Regions from separate parts of the Gossypium hirsutum genome. Here region 1 is linked to region 2. A link is a contact called in public Hi-C data. All regions are on one chromosome and are shown on one strand. The core of a region is the stretch at or near the end of the contact, and the rest is flanking DNA. Distances in the headings are between cores, read along the strand shown.

The links. Hi-C and Micro-C count contacts between places; a contact is called where the count stands out from the background.
Region 1: a Hi-C map of leaf shows a contact between it and region 2, with 2.4 times the contacts expected there. The contact joins the promoter of LOC107951365 here to the promoter of LOC107893550 in region 2. A contact is called at or near these places in 2 of 34 Hi-C or Micro-C datasets (leaf and petal).

Annotation. Positions count from the first base shown.
Region 1 is chrA13:91,261,870-91,268,801 of Gossypium_hirsutum_v2.1, reverse strand. It overlaps LOC107951365, which reads right to left and starts at 2,635. Exons shown (of 4, transcript XM_041085206.1): 1 at 2,175-2,635; 2 at 1,005-1,413; 3 at 1-302. The coding sequence starts at 1,204.
Region 2 is chrA13:90,940,504-90,947,316 of Gossypium_hirsutum_v2.1, reverse strand. It overlaps LOC107893550 (aspartic proteinase NANA, chloroplast), which reads right to left and starts at 2,069. Exons shown (of 2, transcript XM_016818582.2): 1 at 1,189-2,069; 2 at 1-388. The coding sequence starts at 1,784. It overlaps LOC107893549 (UPF0678 fatty acid-binding protein-like protein At1g79260), which reads right to left. Exons shown (of 3, transcript XM_016818580.2): 3 at 4,774-5,172. The coding sequence ends at 5,050.

The sequences.
Region 1 (6,932 bases), core at 1,386-3,885, 320 kb before region 2:
AGGAGCTATTGTCTATGCAAGTACCTGCTAGGTTATGGTTTGAGTGAGCATCATTGGATGACTCTAGTACCACATGATCGTTTGACCCAGATGGCTCTTCACCGGATTTCCTTATATTTTGCTTCTCAAATGGATTGGTTTCAACCACACATCTCTCTATGGATAGGTTTCTTACAGTATCAAGAGGCTGAAATGGTGGCAATGGATCCTTCAAGCCATGCTTCAAACAAAGTTGCAAATTCTTGGGAGAAAATGGCCAATTCTTCTTGATATCCTTGCCCCGAGCAGTGAACACATAATCTCTACAGTACAAGAATTTCTCTGTTGTCAGTAAATGAGATAAATACGTGAAAAAAATTATATGCTAAAAGGGACAATAGATAAAAGAAGCGAAAACTTAACACCAAAGAGCTACTTAGGGGGTTGAAATCTAGAAGACTCTGATATTGTATGCTAAGTCAGGAAGGAGGGGGACACATGGACCATAACAATACTCAAAAAGAGAGAAGAAACGACCAAGCAAAACAAAACCCAAGATTCATTGATCTATTAAACTGAATTACCCAGCAAAGGAGAGAGAGGAAAAATGAAAAAAGTACTCCCTCTCTGCATGAAATGGTAAAGAGTGGGACAAGTACCCAGGTAGCAGCTAAGAGAAGCAAGAACTTCCCAGAAGTTTGCTCCCCAAGAAAATAAAATCCCATGTCCAAAGTGACGTGAAATCAAAAAAATTAAGACCAAAAGTAACCCCCACCCCCCTTCCCCAAGACCAAAATAGAGACAAGATTTGAGGTGTGTCAATAGTTAGGTTCCCATGTAAAAACTGAGTCACCAGATAATATACAAACTCTGGATCTGACCCAACAGAAGTCTTAAGATGAGATCAAAGATAAGCTGTGAGAGTCCATGGGGATAAAAAGCATCAGGGTTACTATTCATTCTTAAGCTGAAGAGAAAGGTAGATGGAAAGAAAGGAAATCAAAATCACATCAAAACTAGATTACCTTATGGAGAATTTAGGGAGTGGGGTTTGATGATGATGACGATGATGATGATTATCAAGAGACGGCTTCTTTAGCAGATCTACCTCAGGCAAGGGAAGCTTATGAGGAGGCCTCTGAATCTCATCACCACCACTTTTCAGCTGTACTATAACTTGGCAGGGACATGGGGGATCTGGTGGAGGGTTTTCAATGGATAACATCTGATGAAAAGCTTCTCTCTTCTTGTGCTGTTTTGACAACAGTCACAAGCCACACTTATACTGCTTCTTTCTCCAGCAGTAGAGCCCCTTATCTTCAGCATAACAACACTTCACCCCCTCTGATCTCTTCCCTCTTGGACTGTATCCTATTTCTTTCTAGTTGTATCCCTGATAACCTCAAAACCTCATTATCTTCATTCATTTATAGCCTGCAATAAAAGAGAAGCCAAGAAGATGATGAAGACAAGGCAATGAAAGAACGTTATTTTATGTGAAAGGGATGGAGTGTAGTTGAAGCATGTGCGTTTTGGTTCATCAAGGAAACCAAAGAACATAACCCGCAAGTAAAGATGTTGCTCAACCAAAGCCTAAAGTGTCCATGGGAAGCGTTATTTTATGTGAGCGAACCCAGAGAATAGCAAAGTACTCCTCTTTCAGACTTTGTGCCAACACCATCCACTACCAAACTCTCAACAAATGATCAAATCCCATAAAAAGAAAAGGGTTAACCATAATTAATCACATAATAAAGGCAAGAGTTATACATATAAATGGGAAATTTTGAAGCTGAGAACGAGCCAACCAAGCTTCATGAAACCGATATATGTAGTCAAGAGTTGAGAGAAATCAAAGAAAAGGAAAAACCCAAATCTGAAATATATAGTAGAACAGATCCCAGAAAGGAAATCTAGTATATACATCCCATGGACTAGATTCTCCTTCTTCTTCACCTTGGGGTTCAGAAAAAGCGAGAAAGGAACTCAGAAGCTGAGGGGGAAAAAAAGAGGAGACGGTGAAATCATATGTACATATATTTAGTAAGTGAATTAGTTTTTGAAGGAAAGTTGATGAGTGAAAAAAAAGAAAGGAAGCAGGAAAAGAAAGATGGGTGGGTTTGGTTTGGTTTGAAACAAGATCAGGCAGAATAGATGTAGAAGAACAGAAGAGAAGATTAGAGCATAGAAGTTACCTTTGAGAATTTGATTGAAGTGAGGCTGTAGTTTTGGGGAGGAGAGTTTTTGTTTGGGAAGAAAGAAAGAGAGATGAGAAAGTGAAGGAAAGATCAGAGCCACCCACTCACACATCAAAAGGGGCATCAGGTTCCCCTTCTTTTCTTTCCACTCCCACCCTTAAATTAAAATTAAATATTAAAAAAAAAAAAAAGCAAACAAAGTCTGCAGTAGCATTCCATTCTATTCAAACAGTAACACTATAAAAAAACAAAGAGGAGGGAGAGAGATTTTTTTTAAAAATACATTTATTTCAAAAAGAAAATCTAATGGTAAACAAACCCAACCCTTCATTTTTCCCCTTGTGTTTATTATATATTTATTGTAGATATTTTGTTTTTGGTTTATCAATAATAATACTTTCCCATTTCCGTGGTTGAAATGTGGGTTTTAAATTCAATCACTTAAATATTTTTGTGCTTCTGCAAATTCCAAACACAAGAGTTTGATAGATTATTAGATTAGAAAGTCGTCGAAAATCGAAACCCATGTTGCCCCTCTCCCACTAGCCGACAAAATTCCCCTGTTTTTGTCTTTACAATCACCATTATTAATTAAAAATACATGATATGGATGATTCACCATCCATTTCCTGTATCCATCCTTTCCACCCTTTAAATAAAATATCAAAATTTTCACCGTTTTTCATGATTTTGGAGGGTAGGATTGGTGTTTAACTGTTAAGGGGAAAACGATAACTTTTAAATCATCATTGATTCATTTGAATTTTGTAGTTTTTTTTAAAGATAATGATAAATTTTATTTTATGGAGACGTTGTATTAATAGTATAGCTTTTTCCTTTTCTTTATTTTTTTCCCTAAAAAATTGCAAGCCAATAATAAAGTTGAAAGCAGTACAGTACAGTACTATGCTATGTAGTATTAATCTTTTAGTAAAATTTACTAACAGTGAGGCTTTTTTTTACTTTTGAAACCTAAAGCTCTCTATGATTTAGGGTTTCTTTTTTGGCGAAAATTAAATTTACAGAAAATGTTTGTACTTCTTTTCATATTGCTTTGTCAAAATAATTTAATCAAATTAGCTCTTTTCAAGTATCAATTATAAAAATTTTTGCTCAAAAACAAGAATAACTTTAAATTAGCCAAATATGCTGAATTTTTTAATTGATTAAATAGGGTACTTTTTAAAAATTTAGGGAAATAAATAAATTTTGGAGAGTTTCCTCAACCTCTCGTTTTTTAAGGTTAGGGTTTAGTATTTAGAGTTTTAGAAGTGAAACTGTAAAAGTTTATAGGTAGATTTGAGGGGTTGGGGTGCGATAATGTGTCTTAGAACACATACATTTCATATGTCATGCCAGGATAAGACCATTACCTTAGAAACCCATCCTATGAAAGTCAAGTTTCAAGGTGACAGTACTTGATACAGTCATGGGTCAAAGTCTAAGTAAATGTCCCAATCGACAGCTATTATGCAGTCACAGGTTCGAGTATAATCGAAGGCTAGTTGATAGTCGTTATGCAGTCACGGGTTCAAGCATTTTGGATAACCGAAAATGATACCTTATATATATACCATACATAATATTGATGTCATATTTATAGGGAAAAATAAAGGGCTTTCGGTGTAATCAACGTAATTATTTTATCTATTTCCAAGCAACCGATATATTTAACCTTTCATTCTTATCCGAATGTTGACACCCAGGTGGGGACAAGAGAGCTCTCAAGAGGAAAGTGGATGTTTTAGTGAAAGTAGAGGTCAAACTTGGGTCAGCACAATAGAAGTTGTAGTTATTAATGGGTTGTTTAATAACGATAATCGTTGTCTCCTCGAAAGGAGCATCACCTTTACTCCACCGAAATAGCCTCTCCCTGCCTCATAGTCCTACATCCACAGCAGTGCTGACCTTCAGATAAGAAGGAAGGTTAAAGATACCGGTTATGTGGAAATGAAGAAAAGAATTATATCGATTATGGCGAGAAGCCCCATAGTTTTTCCTTATGATTATGCCCTCAAACTTTTGTATGGTATTTATATGGCAATATCTCCGAGTATCCAAAATTTTGAGCTCATGTCCGCATAACGACTGTCAACTAGCTCCCCTGTTATATTCTGATCTATGACCTCATAACAACCATCGAATGAGACCTTTATGTAGGCTTCCACCCGTCACGATATAAAGCAAAATCACCTCGAAACCTGACTTCCATAATATAAGTTTCCAAGGTAATGGTTTCATCTCAACAAGATATATGAAATGTGTGTGTCTCGAAGTGATGTCACATCATCAATGACTCAAGAATACCTTAAATAGGAAATTTTATAAGCGAAAATTTTTTTAACAATAAAGTGGAGAAGAAAATTGAGAGAGCGAAATATTCTAAAGTGGAGGGATGGTGGTTGGGAGAGATGATGGGTTTAAGGATGATGGAGTATAGAGGGAGAGCCCTTCTTTTGTAGGTGCGGGGGAGAGGTGAGATTAGAAAGAAAAAAAATCGTGGATGAAAACACATTGTAGGAGAGGCATTTTCATTGAATATCTAAAAGAGGAGTCTCAAATCTTACTTGGGATTCCCGAGATCATGGTACTTTTTTAGGCTTTGAGTGGTGGCGGTGGTGGTAGTGGTAAGAAAGCTCATCCAACTGAGCGAGCTTTCTTACTATTTTCATTAAAAGCCTACTAAAAGTGTCCTGACCCTAGGAATCTTGGGTAAGATTTCAAGCATGTTTTGAAGCACACTAAGACCCTTTAAAGCATGCGTTTGATGAAATTAGTTGATCTCTGAAACGTGTTTTCGAGACAGAAGAGCCTTTTATTATTATTATTTGATGAAAATACTTTCTTGAAACACATTTTGAAGACGCATTCCCTCTCTCCTTGTTCTTTTTTTCTATTAAACTACAGAGGTATTCAAGACTTAGACATGTAACAAATTCGTTCCCTTTTGAAGAGTTACACTATTAGTGCCATTTGCATTTCTTTGGATAACAATTTGAAGAATTTTTTATTCTAAATATCTAATTCATTTTAAATTGAAATGAGTCGATGAGTGAAATCCGTAGTTTATTACGATAATTAAATTTGTAATAAGGACATTGATGTCATATTTACAGAAGCCCAGTCTGTGGAATTGGCTTTCAACCATACCATTCAAGTACATGAGCTACGGACTAGAATCAGGAGAAAAGTTGGACGTTTGAGCTAGAGAAGAATTTTGAGCTTGCAATGTAGTATCTAGCATCGATAAACCCCTTTAAGTATGAGTTATTTGATATGAAAGGTGAACTCGAGCTGAAAGCAGTCATATCATCGCACTGATCAAGTGGAAATGTTATAATGTAGTTATATGTCAAGTTTACCGAGATTGATGGAACTATTCTATCTCCGACCACTGTTACAACTAATGTGGGAACCAAAACAGAAGTAAAAAGTTCCACTACATGGTTGTACGGTGGGTTCATTGATTTGTTACAAAGCTCATATTATAATGTCCCTGAAGCATCAATGAGTAGATATTCTTCTTTTTCAGGCATCGATTTCAACTTCGATGACCATTTTTAGTTGGGATATGAGCGTAACCCGAACTTCGACACCCGAGTACAACATTTAGTCAATGCATTCAATTTTAACTTTGGTGGTTTGATGTTTTGAGGTGGAAGCAGTTATACCAAGAGGCTATTAACAACAGATGTCGCTGATGGATTAGAATCAAACCCCAATCTAATTTGGCAGTTCGGTCTAAATGGTTCAAAAGTAGCATTTTTTTCTGAATTAGAGCAATTTCCAACTAAGCCAGAACCTTATAGTTTAGGCGATGATGGTTCGAACAATGCTTCGAATCCAAATTCACGATTCAGGGCATATGAACCTCTGCCCTACATGACCAACATCGACCTCTCCACCGAGGGTGATTTAGAGTTCTGATAATTCCCGCATAGAACATCTAGCCATACAAGTTCATCGTTAAATGTTCGGGTATTGGAAGTTGGCATGGAGTATCCCCGTAAAGATTTTTTGTTGCTGCATTGAAACGGTATAGCTTTAAGAACGACGTGAACTATCAGTTCACAAAATCTTGTTTAGAGAAATTTGAAGGAAAGTGCACAATGCGCAACGGGAGGTGCAAATGGAAAATCATGACATCATTTAGAAGATGAGCTTGTGGGCACTAAATAAGTATACCAGTCGACATACTTGTGTTGTAGTAGGTGCACAATGCAATCACTCAATTTTTGACTTAACGTGACCTAACCAGGGTCTTCGCTTTTGCTAATAACATAACTTTTACTCTTACTTTGCCGATGTAAGTTAGGATCATCCAAGGCTAGACTCCAACATGATATCTAACATAATTCTACCTATGGTGAAAGCGAGTTCCAATATTATTTTCCCGGTGTTGATTGATAACATTCATAGCTAGTACGATTACAAGTCATCGTATTACAATGCATGAGTTGTAAGACAAAAGGTTATGGATAAGTTGCATCACGGTTGGGATAGATCATATAACGATTTGTGGTAATGATGTTAGCTACTGGCTTCGTACATACAAAGTTTTGTAACTAATTTGGAAATGCACCCAACGTACTTCGGCAACCATCTGGTCCCTGTGAAAAGAGTATTTCATCGATTCTTTTGGACCTTTGATCAATGCAGGGAAGCTTTTCGACAGTGCAAGCCTTTGATACAAATTGATGGCACTTGGCTGTACGAGAGGTATGAGCATCGGTTGTTGATAGTCATTGCCCAGGA
Region 2 (6,813 bases), core at 820-3,319:
GTTCCCAACAGAGATTCCTATCACATTTACAGCATAAAATGAAGGGATGGCATCAAGTTCGAGGTTGGTGTGGCGAGTATTGCCAGACACTTTGACTTGGTTTCGGTTAGTGCCGAAGATGATGTAGTTGGTGGCATTTAAATGGCTCAAGTGATCAACGAGGCAATAAGAGAATTTGCCACCGAATGTGGCGGCAGCATTGGTTGCGAAAGAATACTTGGTATTGGCTAATCCCATGATACCATCTACGTTTTGCAAAGTTGGGCCTTGGAAAGAGTCAGTGCACCCTATTAGCACATTATGGAGTCTGGTTTTTCTACCATTGGTAAGGCCAGCACTGACGGTCTCGTTAGCAAACACTCCCATTGCAGCTGACCCATCTGAATACCTGTTTCTCAAAAAATAATCGAATTGACCATCAAACCAATCCAAATTGAAGTATTAATTTTCATTTTTATAAAAATAATTTTTATATTTTTTGTCAATAACCCTACCACTAGGAAAATCAGACACATTTCACCATCACCACTAGGAATTGCTGGCTTTCCCAAAATAGGGCCCCACTCTTACAGGACTTCAATGTCCGGTTTTGGTACCAAAAAAATATTGGGTCATGTGAACCTTACCTACTAATAATAACTACCACTAATATCTTTGTGTTGGATGTAGTTAAGATAGCAATATGGGGTATTGTATCTGCACTACCCAGCCTCATCTGGTAACTATGGCTGACACCATTTATTCTCCGATTTACAAATCTTTATTTTTGTGTAATAGATATATAATTCAACTAAAAACGTGCTGCAAATCATAATTTCTGAATCAATATTTACTATATGGACAAGTAGTGAATTTAAAAGCCAACTCTGGGGCTTCAATTGTCTGGAGGTTGGTTTAGTGCATTTAAAGCCAAACTACAAAAGAAGCAATTGACATAAATATCAGTGAGCCTTAGCAGCTATCCCAACAGCATTTACCTCCCAAGCAGCTCTAACTTTAATGCCCAATTTTAGGGTTAGGTTATTTAACTCAACTCCACCTATTGTGGAGATACGTGTCTTGGACATTGGGCGGAAATAAACAAAATCATAAGCAGAGGAGAGGTGAGGTCAATTATTTACCAACAATGTGTCGTAACTCCATTTAGAAGTTGTGTCCAAATCTAAATACTAAATCTAATATACGTACCTGTAATCATAGGCGCAAGGCGTAATTGGAGTAGGGCATGTTGTGAGAGAGAAGAGATTCATGAGCTCAACTTTACACATCTCTGAAAAGCAAGGAACTGGGCTAAAGGATGAAGATAATGGAGCATGGAACACCCTCTTTCGGTTTATCCTCCCTTTGCTGGTACAACTACGATCCCCTCTCGAACATCGGTATCGACACCGGATCCACGTCAAATCACTTCCCGTGTCGACTATCAACCAGAACTTCTGCGACGGTGTCCCCACTTTGAACGACGTAATGTATTGGCCTATCCCGAAATCTCTACCCGAGGCAAGCGGCATTTTAATGGATGCAGTGAGTGGATCCTCTTCTTTGGCTCGTCTTCGGTGGGACATGATACCGTGGCGGATAATGTCATGGTAGAGAAGGTCGACCAGGCGTTGGTGCTGAGTTATAGGATTGTTGTTGGTGAACTGAGGAGCATGCCTATGTATTAACTCTAATGTGATGGAGTTGGAATCGTGTTGATGCTGCATTTGATCAACATGTTGTTGAGCTACAACCATGGAAACCAACACCATGAATGGAACTAAAATAATGAGCTTCACCTTCATAACTAGTATACTCTCACTCTGAACAAATTAAACAAAAGGGAAGATCCAGACCAGACAGGAAGAAAGAAAGACAGAGAAAGGGAAATGAAAGTAGGAAAAAAATGCTTATTTTGGTTGCAATCTATATATACCCCTTTGCTTTAAATCTGCCATCAATTAGGATTTTTGATTAGGTTGTGCTTGCTTCTTGTAATAAATAACATACACACATATCTATATATATATATATTTATAGATTGTTGCTTCAAGTCTTCAACCACACAGACATCCCTTCCCACTTCTCTCATCTTTCTTTTGTTTTTTTCCTTTTTAATTAATTATTATACAAATGATTGCTTTAATTATGGTTTTATAAAAACCAGATAAATTTAATTTAATTATTTTATTAACAAATTAATTCAATTGATAATATTTATTAATTTTAGATACCTATAGATTATTGAAGTATTTGTATTGGATTGCTAATTTACATGTCAATTATAGGTTTAATACTGTTATTCAATTTTATTAATAAATATGAAGAAGGATTTTTCGAGTTAAAGTCAAAATTATTTATAAAAATAGTAAATAATTTCCTCTACCTGTGTCGAGTAGGGTTATGTGTTCCTTCTCTCTTATTGGTTGGATTCCAAATGGCTGCCCCAAAATTCAACTCTCATATATTTTGTGTTTGACCTCAAAGAGCAAAAACTATCAAAGGGATGGAATCTAAAATTAAAACCCAATTATTGTGTATTATTGTGTATACATATTACATAGGATGTTGAATTTGGCATTTTATTAATCAACTCTGAAATGTGAAATAAACAAATAAATAAAAAGAGTAAAAAGTCAGTAACGCGGTGGCTGCCTGCTCTTTTATTAATTCGTGTCAAATTATTAGGGTAACTAAAATAATAGGACTACTTTTTTAATCAACTAATATTAGTGTCAAGCAACTCAAGCTGCTGCTTTCATTTCAATTTTCAGAATTAAATAAAATCCACAATGATATCATCTAAATGTTCCTCTACTTTTGTCTACAACTCTAAATCCTTCTATTTTTATTTATGTGTCTTTAATTTACCATCTCATTATATTTTTTAAAAACAAATTACATCATTTGTGACATCAATAGTTATCTTTAGGGATGAATTTTGTAGCAAATTTTTTTTTGAGTTATTTAGTCTTATTTTATCATTCTAATTTGATTTGATTTTTTTCAAATCGAGTCCAGTCAAGTTGATTCGAGTAAAATTATTCGAGTTAAACTAAAAGATAAACATGTCAAATTAAAATCTTGTAACAATATAAATATTTCTTGTTAAAGCCCATAAATTTAAATATAATTTGAGAACTCTTTGAAACCAAAATAAAGGAAAATAATACGATAAACTTGAATTGATAATTTACTTGTTTAAGTCTCAAAATTATTATTTTTATTTTTTCTTTAAATTTAGAATTTTTAATTTTATATATTTAAAAAATCTTATGAAATTTTCAATTTTTTAAAATATTTAAACTTTTAAAATTATTTTGAATTTTTCAGTATTTTTTGTTAGAGAAATTAATTTGCTCATTTTCGAAATTAACAGGGACTAAAAGATTATTTACACCAATAAAAAATTGTTCGAATTATTCGAGTTAATTTAATTGTAAAATTAACTCGACTTGAACTCAAGAAACTGAATTACTTAAACTTAAAAAAAAAAAATTAAATAACTCAAAATTCGAAAAAGAATTTTAATTTATTCAAGCCGATTTTAATGCATCTATAACAAATCGGTTGATAAACGTAGGAGACTCCTTTAACTAGAAGCATTGTCATCAACTTTAGCCACTTATACTGATATTAAGATTTGTTGCTTAATTTTACAATACAAGACAGTTTTAAAAATAATAATTAGAAGAGTCTAAATACTTGTAAACAAAATAATGATTTCATCTCCAGTCATCCTTTTAGTTAGGGATTATTGAAGAGAGATAATAGGAGACGGAAACAAGGAAATTCTTCCTCCTCTTTTTTTTTTTTTAATATCTTATCTACAGATTTGACAATGACGTTGATTTAATATTATGTTGTTGTTAAATTAAAATCTTGAGATCATATTTAATAACTTTTATAGGGTTAATGTATTCAACATCAAATTTTAAATAAATTAAAATCATTTAAGATATATATATATATATATATATATATATAAACCCCTTTAGCTATAATATCGGATGAATTAAAAATATTTAAAGGCAAAACTTAAAAGCAACTATTTTCATGTATATGGCAGAGTGCAAAACTTACAAGCAACCATTTCCAAGGAAAAAAAAAAGAAGCTACTATGATAAATTGTTGCAGGAGAAACAAATTAATAAGGTCTATACTCGATTACTTCATCTTTTCTTCATTATCAATGTAAAAGAAAAATAAAATTAAGCACACATTCAAATTGGATTGGACAATAAAATCATATTTTTTTAATCCTTAATCATATTGAAATGCTTTGTTTGAGATTTTGAAATTGAATACTAAATGAAAGACAATGTTGTTCCATAATCATAAATCTCCAACCCACAGTTGTTAAGGAACTTGCGTCGCATTCAAAGGTTTCACTCACATCACATGAGAAATGAGATGGGAGTTGGCTCAGCATATGCCTCTCAACTAAAAACATGGAAAAGCACAAAACGTTTCTCCTTTTTTCTTTTTCTTTTTTTTTTTAAATTACAAAAGAACCCAAAGACTTAAGAAATTTAAAAGAAAAAGAAAAGTTGGCAATGTTAAAAATATTGGAATTCTAAATTTATTGAATATCACACACTGACTGGAAATGTGATAGTGGTGAATTAACGTAAATCCAATGCCAAATGCTAAGGATTTAAACAGTTGATTTAGTCAAGTAATGCAAAGTCGATGAATGATCCAGCTGTTCATTCATCTTAATTTTCTCAATCTGCAAACTGCACCCACCCTAAAGTAAGACATTACCATTTCTTTTCAACATAAGTTGTTGTCTGTCATGAAGGTTTTTTATTTTTATTTTTATTTTTATTTTTTAAATTTATAAGAAAGTTGGGACTTGTTTTAAGTCAACATTTAAATGAGTTGGCCTTCAGTACACGATAATCCAGTTTCTGCGCCAGAGATTGTGACTTGGCCACCACATTGCAATATCTTTTGTAGCCAAAACAATCTGCCTCTGGCCTTTGACCGGGACCAGAGTTTAGGGATATTATATAAAAAATAGTCTGATCCGGTCCAACGAAATGAAAAACTACTTACTTTGAAGTTTTATGGCAGCTTCTTGAGCACAGCTTTAAGATGTGGCTGAAGAGTTGTAAGATTGGTAGCCATTTGAACAACATAATGTAGATCTCCATTAACAATCTTGTAAACTCGACTTATCTCCCTCACCTGCTCAACAAAAAAAGCAATGCACTGCTGTTAATAAGGCTCCACTTTATTCTTCATATGCCATCCACACTATGTTCTTCACTCAAACTAGGCTAGAAACAAAAGTCTCAAACTGCCTAATGTACAACCGTAGATTATTAGTTAGGGTATTTTCTCTTATTTGGATTGCAGTTAATCGATCCCACTTGCAAATATGCATGCCTTTAATGATTGAAAAGAATGAAGTAGGCCGAATGAGATAATGCTTGAAAATTGGGGAAAACCCAGTCACTTCAATTCCATCATAGAAAACAAGCACAACAAATAATCAAAAGGTGATAACAAATAGGTAGGGACAAAAGACATAATGCAACATGGTCTGTCTAAACCTGAGAATGTGGGGAATATGCAAGTAGAATCTCTACATTTTGAGACTAAATGCTTTACTGAAGTGCTATCTTGTTTAGATTCCATTGATTTAATCTTCCTAATCTAAGAAGCAAGATCATATCTATCACGGCAAATGAGGAATTTGGTGCAAAGTTTTCTATTAACTTAATTATTCTACGTGTTTTCAAGAAGTTTATGCACATGAGAAATTTACTATTATTGATGCCATAGTTAAACTTTTGGTACTTGTTTAGGGTTTTCCATGCCATCCTCCACTTGTTTGATGTTTTCTCCATTAACATTCTACAAGTATAGCTTTCTCTACGTATTGGAAGTTTTCTTATCATCCGTCTAAATGTTCAAAAGTTTCAACGACTTCCACGTATTCGGGGTTATTTGTCATTGAATTTTTTTCTCCAAGTCTTTAAGATTGCTTTATGGTGTTCTCTATGCCGTGGAGGTCTTCCCATTATCCTTCCCAGCGTTTGGTGTTTTTGTGACCAACTTCCACTTATTTTAGTATCCTATCATTAGTTCTCCAAGTCTTCAAAATTATTTTGATAACATTCTCTATGTATGTAAGGTCTTCACATCATCTCCCCAAATGCTCAAAGTGTTTTAGTAATGACCTCCACTTGTTTTAGGGTTCGTATTGTTGATCCTCTCGGTCCTTGAAATTTTTTGACAAATTCTTTCTGTATTGGAGGTCTTTACATCATCTCCAAGAGTTTGAATGTTTCAATAACATTCTCCACTCGAAGGTTTCTCTCAAGTGTTGTGTTCAGGTGTTCTAATAACATCCTCCACTTGAAAGAACTTCACATCATCCCTAAAGGTGTTAAAAGTTATTTTAATAACATCTTCCACTTGAACTTCCTTATGGTCTTTCAAAGAGTCTTCAAGATTTCTTTGGGCCTTCCTTTTGTGTTATCCCTCCCTTCAAAAATGGTTGACACGATGGTTGATGTCAGTGTTTTCTTCCTCTTGAGGTGTACGTGGCTTGCACTCTTTCTTTGTGTGGCATTTGTGGCATCAATTTTGCAAGCCTTGTGACATTGGGGACCTTATCTCTGTTAGAGTTGTGTGACCCGAATCCCGTCACTTGTTAAAAAAATAAAATAAAAAGGCAAAATAGGGGGATCTGTGGGGGCAAAGTACTGATGTCCCTAATACCTTTATGTATTTGGCTAGCCTATTGGTCCACTTCTGTGGAGTTCATGTGCCCCTTCATGTTTGTTGTGGAGGAATTACTTCATTTTATGCCTTTGCTCT